Regions from separate parts of the Mus musculus genome. Here region 1 is linked to region 2. The links are chromatin contacts, called in public targeted proximity ligation maps. All regions are on one chromosome and are shown on one strand. The core of a region is the stretch at or near the end of the contact, and the rest is flanking DNA. Distances in the headings are between cores, read along the strand shown.

Evidence for each region.
Region 1: a contact with region 2 is called in a targeted proximity ligation map of heart atrium, with 6 read pairs. A contact is called at or near these places in 1 of 39 promoter capture datasets (pre-B cells), 1 of 484 Hi-C or Micro-C datasets (nephron progenitors), 1 of 130 datasets of targeted methods (heart atrium) and 1 of 9 other capture datasets (adipose tissue).

What each region holds. Positions count from the first base shown.
Region 1 is chr19:25,426,756-25,429,886 of GRCm38.p6, reverse strand. It overlaps Kank1 (KN motif and ankyrin repeat domains 1), which reads right to left. Exons shown (of 14, transcript NM_181404.6): 10 at 1,691-1,910. Among named protein-coding and RNA genes, the nearest start is that of Gm26207, 26 kb to the left of the region's middle.
Region 2 is chr19:25,252,548-25,255,904 of GRCm38.p6, reverse strand. The region is part of intron 1 of Kank1 (KN motif and ankyrin repeat domains 1); the gene reads right to left. Among named protein-coding and RNA genes, the nearest start is that of Kank1, 17 kb to the right of the region's middle.

The DNA of each region.
Region 1 (3,131 bases), core at 122-2,621, 170 kb before region 2:
TTGTGGTGTAAGATCAATATTAATGCTTCAAGTCCTCTAAGAAACTGCCAAGGACCACCAGACCCCGTGGGCTGGATCTCTTCTGTTCTTTAATTCTCGAGACGCTTCCCAGGGCTTTAATGGCATGCCAGGATGGAGAGAAATGGAAAGTAGCTTTCAGAGGAGCGAGTACCAAGTTAAACACTTCAGATGAGACGAGGCAAAAGCTCGGCTTGGGATCTCTCTCTATTACATGATGGGATGTACAGAAGGACCTCTGTGTAAAAAGCTAAGACTGTGTGGTGGCAAAGTGGGTGCACACATATACCCACGATCCTCAGGATCTGAGCTCCTCCACTCCTTCAGTGCTGAAGCCCCAGAGCTACATCTCATGGAGCCCAAAATTGACTCAAAATAGTAAGCACTAAAACCAAGTGATTACCTAAGAGCATCTAACAGTGGAAGCAAGTCAGTTTGCCAGGATATCCACTCTATAGAGTTCTCAGAGCAGAGAAGATGCCATTTCAAAAGCAATTCTGAAATTTTGTTCTGACTTTCCCTGGGTATAACCCATGCCCCTATTTTAACAGTATCCCTAGCTGTTTACAGTCTGGAGGGAAGGAGCCTGTAACTGCTTCTTGTCATCAGATGGAAGGAGTTATTCCCTAACATGGGCACTGAAAGACTCGCTGCGCTGTGCTGTGCTGGGAGGCGGCTCAGTGTCAGAGTGCTTGTCCAGTATGCAGAAGGCTGCAGCTCCAACACCCACACCCCAAGAAAAGGGAATTCAGCAACTGAGAACAGTAACAAACCGTATGTGTGCTTGGATTTTTTTTTTTTTTCTGTACTAACAACTCCAAGATGGAGTGATGCATATCAGGCCACTGGGTCAAGAGACAGTAAAGGAAACTAGACAATTTCATCATATACATCAGGTGTTGACATTTTGTTCTTACTAGCCTTTACTGCGAATTCCGGGTTAGCTGCTTGTCAAAAACACTGTTATGATGATGAAAGTGGTTTGGGGGCTGCCCCACCTGCAGCTGAAGGCTCCCTTCCTCAAGGGGCCCCTTCTGACCTGCCCTCTCACCTCATGGGTAACGTGACCCCACCGCTGCATTCTGGGATGGCACGTTCCCACTACTGCTGTTAACAAGGTTCAGCGGTAACGGGAGACACTGCCTCTCATTTCTGTGATTCTTCTGGAGACGTGTAGTTGGGCAGGGACAGTGATGACTCTACTGTGGTTTTACTAGTCCCTGTCCTAACTCCTCACTTCTGTACAGCCACATAGTGGCTGGCGTACAAGGACAAACAGAGTGGCCACATGCACAAAAGCTGTGACTCTGGGCCTGTGAGCAACACTCTGCCTCCCAAACAACCCAGCCCAGCCCGCGTGATTCATCAAGGAACAAGTGTGAGTCACGGCTATTAGCAGGGGTACACCTCATTTGAAGACAGCTGACCCGCAGCAAGAATATCTTCACAAACTCCCTTCAAAATAGATGTGGATTCTGTTTCTTTATTGCCTAGGCTTGAAGAACCTCAGGTCTCCCACCCATGACTCAAGAACAAACATTCTTGCCATGTCATGTGGAGAAGCAATGAAAAGACTTGAGGATGGCCAAAGAACTATGGTATGGGTCAACCGGCTTTATGAAGACAAGTCACAACCTGAGTGCCCTTAGGGGGACAACAGGGTCCTCTGTACCTGCATCCAGAAGCAGCTTGACGATCTGGAAGTTGGAGTGGGACACGCTGTAGTGGAGGGCAGTGTTGCCATTGCCGTCCGCCATGTTGATGATGTACCGGAGCACGTCCGGGGAGACAGCCTCGAACGCGGCGATGTAGTCGCCCACCATGGCTGGCACGGCGGACTTCTGACTGGACACTCGGAACCAATCGTGCTGGAGGGTGTTCAGACAGATCCTCTGCCAAAACACCAACTTGCTGTTAGTTCTATTTATAGCTCTCTCTCTCTCTCTCTCTCTCTCTCTCTCTCTCTCTCTCTCTCTCTCTCTCTCTCTCTCGTGCAACCAAAAGCCCAAGCAACCAGGCCTTTTATAGTCAAAATGTGTACTCTCAGCATCTGCTTTTAAAAGCTGCTGCAACCCAGCACCTCAAGAGCAGCTTCAAACAACAAACTTGAGCTCTCCTCTTCTGGTTTTAAATCGCCCCGTCCACACCGTGGTCACTAAGAAACAACATGCAAGGGGGTTTAGAGCCAGAGCCCAGAGAGTCAATGCCAGACTCTACTACTTATGAATGCATGATTCTGAGAAACTTCCTTATTCTGCATCCTAGTTTCCATGTCTTAAAAAAAAACCCAAACCACCAGCAACAAAATCGCTCATTTTATAGTATCTATAATGAGGTCAACACTTAGGCCTGTCTCTACTTTTGAGCTGTTTGTGTTTACTGAGCTAACGGATCTTTCCAGTGATTGTTCATTGGAGTTAGGGAGAAATCAGCACTCCGGCAGCTGTGTTGCTTCCTGACCCAGACCGACTAACTCCATCTTTTCTACCCCACCAGGCTGGGAGATGAGGCTGGCCTAGGCTGCCACATAGCAAGTTCCAGACCAACGTGAGCTACAGTGTGAGGTGCTGTCTCACGGAGCAAATTGGGACAATCTAAGTCTAGCACTAGTAGTCCGACATGATGGCTGCCACTTTAGCGATACTTTTATTTGCTGTGTGTGGACAAGTGCACTCAGGTTAGATGCACATGCGGAGGTCAGAGGACAACTCGAAGATGTTGGCTGCTTTCTGTCACAATATGGGCCCTAGGGATCAAACTCAGGTTGTCAGGTTGACAGTAAGCATCTTTACCCACTCCACTGAGCCATCTTGTAGGCCCTGGAGACACATTTCTCAAGGCCTCATATACTAAGGCTGGGTTTGGCTAGTGAGGTCTCATGGGCACATGTCCCTGTGTACTTGTTTGTGTTCAAGCCTGTGACAGCCACAGCCGGCTTTTTAACAGACCATGCCAGGCCCTATCCTCGGTATTCCAGCTATGTGTCTAGGATTAGATAACTCCTGAGGTCTCATTTGGTTCTAGGAGCTCCACAGTCTCAGAGCCTTGCAAGTCACCTGAGCAGCAGCCACTGACTTAGATGAATCAGCCTCAGATGAACTAACCCTGCTGAC
Region 2 (3,357 bases), core at 820-3,319:
GGACTATTGATGCTGGTTAGCTGGAGCTAAGAAATTAGCGGTGATTAAGAAGAGACCAGCATCATTGAGGTGACATCTTCTGGGAAGTGTTTTCTGAGAGCACAGAGGCTGTGTTCCAGAGATAGCCAAGGTTGTACCTTGTGCTGTGGCTGGACTTGGTAATATGTAAGAGTTACCCAGGTGGTACTGGTTTTGAAGGCATGAAGGGGGTCATGCAGAGCAGCTGAGGCTTGGCACTGTGAGAGGCCATGGAAGGCCATTGGTGAAGGTGCAGCCTCAGTTGCAATTGATGGCCCGGGACTGAAGGGGTCATGTAAAGGAGTTGAGGCTTGGCACCATGAAGAGAGCCTATGAGAGGCTATTGGTGAAGCCTAGTTACAGTGGAAGACGGCAACGTTTTGGAGATGCCAGTACCATGAGATGACCACCAAGAACAGCAGCAGCAGTGGAGTACAGGCATCTGGAGCCTAGAGGATGACGCGTGTCCTACAAAGGGCATGGCTGAAGAAGTGACCCAAGCCCTTGGAGGAGCCCAGAAGATCGTGAGTTGGATCCCAGAAATTGGACAGTTGGAGTTTAATTTTTGCTTTTGATTGTGACTGTGCCCTGATATTTTTCCCTCTTGAAGGAAGAAAATATTTTAGTTAAGAGACTTTTAATTGTAAAAAGACTTTAAATTTTAAAAGATATTGGATATTTTAAAAGGATTGAACTTTTACTATGTAAAGACTGTGGGACTTGTAAGGTTGTTTAGACCTTGGGGATGAACAAGAACGAAGGGTTGAGGCTTACTATTGATGTGTTTGTGTGTCAGGTTGATAAGGGGTCATTTGTAGTGGCTGGTTTTATGTGTCAACTTGACACAGGCTGGGGTTATCACAGAGAAAGGAGCTTCAGTTGGGGAAATGCCTCCATGAGATCCAGCTGTGGGGTATTTTCTCAATTAGTGATCAAGGGGGAAAGGCCCCTTGTGGGTGAAACCATCTCTGGGCTGGTAGTCTTGGGTTCTATAAGAGAGCAGGCTGAGCAAGCCAGGGAAGCAAGCCAGTAAGGAACATCCCTCCATGGCCTCTGCATCAGCTCCTGCTCCCTGACCTGCTTGAGTTCCAGTCCTGACTTCTTTCAGTGATGAACAGCAGTATGGAAGTGTAAGTCAAATAAACCCTTTCCTCCCCAACTGCTTCTTGGTCATGATGTTTGTGCAGGAATAGAAACCCTGTGACTAAGACACATTCTATAAGGAGTTATTGGCTGATCTGAGGGGGAAAAAAAGGAAAGGCTGGGTTGCTAAGAGGCAGTCAAGACTGTGAGATGGTCACTTACAGCATGGGGTAATCAGGTACTGAGACAGTAGCTTTGAGCATGGACCTCTGGAATCAGGGCACTTCTGGATGGACAACACCTCCTACAGACAGACATCGCTGAGGAAGAGCAAGGGAGGAGGGTACAGGAGAACAGGTCAGAGTCTTAAGGTGCCCCATCAAAAGCAACAGAGGTCAGTTGGGAAACAGAAAGCAAAAAGAGTTTGAGAAGTCCTGTGCTGGCTAGTTTATGCCAACTTGACACAAACTTAAGTCATCAGAGAGGAGGGAGATTCAATTGAGAAAATGCCTCCATAAGATCCAGCCAGAGGGCATTTTCTTAATTAGTGACTGATGGAGAGGGCACAGCCCACTGTGGGTGGGGCCATCCCCTGGGCTGGTGCTCTTTAGTTCTATAAGCAGGATGAACAGGCCATGAGGAGCAGGCCAAAGCAGGACCCCTCCGTGGCCTCTGCATCAGCTCCTGCCCTGACTTCCTTCGATGATGAACAGCAATGCGGAAGTGGAAGTGCAAGCCAAACAAACCCTTTCGCTCCCAACTTGGTTTTTGGTCATGGTGTTTCACTGCAGCAATAGAAACCCTAACAAGGTCAAGCAACATTCCCTGGCCTTTTCTTTTTCTTTCACCCCACACCCTGTGACTGACTATGTAACCCAAGGTGGCCTTGAAAGTGAGGTCCTACTCTGGCCTCTTCATTCTCCTTCTCCAAAGTGTTGGAATTGCAGGCATGTGCCAGCCTGCATGGCTCACTATCTAACTTGCTTATAAAAGACCGCTGCCAGGCATGGACCACAGTGGACTGCGGTAACACAGGAGCATGAAGATGAGGCCTGTGCACAGAGAGGGGAGGTGGCTTCGTGTATTCTGAGAAGGACAACCAGGACTGGTAAAGAATTAAATGTGCAGTGCAGAAGAGAGAAGTAAAGGTGACCTCAGAGCTTAGGGTAGGAAGAGCCAGTCTGAGGCAGTCACCCGGCACCCAAATGCAAATGGAAAGCGATAACTGGACAGAGGAACAGAGCTATGGGAGAGCCAGAGGAATATCAGCAAGAATGACTGGAAAGCCAATAGTACTTCAAGCCTAGAGCCAAGCCAAGGCCATCAGAGGGGTCTGCGGTCTGCAGAGAAGGCAGGCTAAGCGTCCAAAGTTGAGCTGTGGAAGAGGAAAGAGCACAAAGGGGTGTGGGCCATGAGCTGGAGGACCTGGACTCACTCACTCATCAGTAGATACAAAGGCGGAATGACAAGTAAGGTCAGAGAAGGAAAGGGGGTTGGGGGAGGGTTATATTTATTAGTGCTGGTGTTTAGCTTTTGGCCAACTCAGGTTTGGCTCCCAAAAGCTCTCAGCATACAGAAGGGAAGCGAAGAGCAGCCGCAGCAGCCAGAGGTAGGTCGGGAGTGTGCGAGCAGGCACACCTTGCTAACCCAGGGATAAACATCAGAGTTTGGGAAAGGAGCTGGGTTAGACAATAACTTATCAGAACACAGCAACTCAAAATTCCCTTCTAGATCCAGCCTGTAACTGTCCATTCTGGTGTTTGCCTTCAGTTAGGTCATACCCACTCCGAGTTCCTGGCCTGATGCACATCGGGAGTTGCTTCCTCATTTGGGTAAGGGTTTGCTCTGCTTCTAGGAATGGAGTCCTGGGATTCTCTGTGCCTGATGAAAACACAGAGGCCTGGAAACAGAGGTTTATGCAAACAAGTTGTTTGCTTAAAAAACAAAGTCTTAACAAGAGTCAGCACACACCATGTGTCCTTGTGCATGACTTTGCTCCAGAACACCTGAGGCAAGTTTCAAAACTGGATGAAACTTCATTGGTCTTTCTTAATTTTATGTATTCAATTTATTAATTCTATGTGTGAGTGTTTTGCCTGCCTGAACGTATGTGTACCATATGTGTGTGTTCGGTGCCTTCAGAGGTCAGAATAGTGCATCAGACCTTCTGGCACAGAAGTTCATGGATGGTTGTGAGCCACCATGTGGGTACTGGGAATCAAACCCAGGTCCTCTGTAAGAGCAATGAGTGCTCTT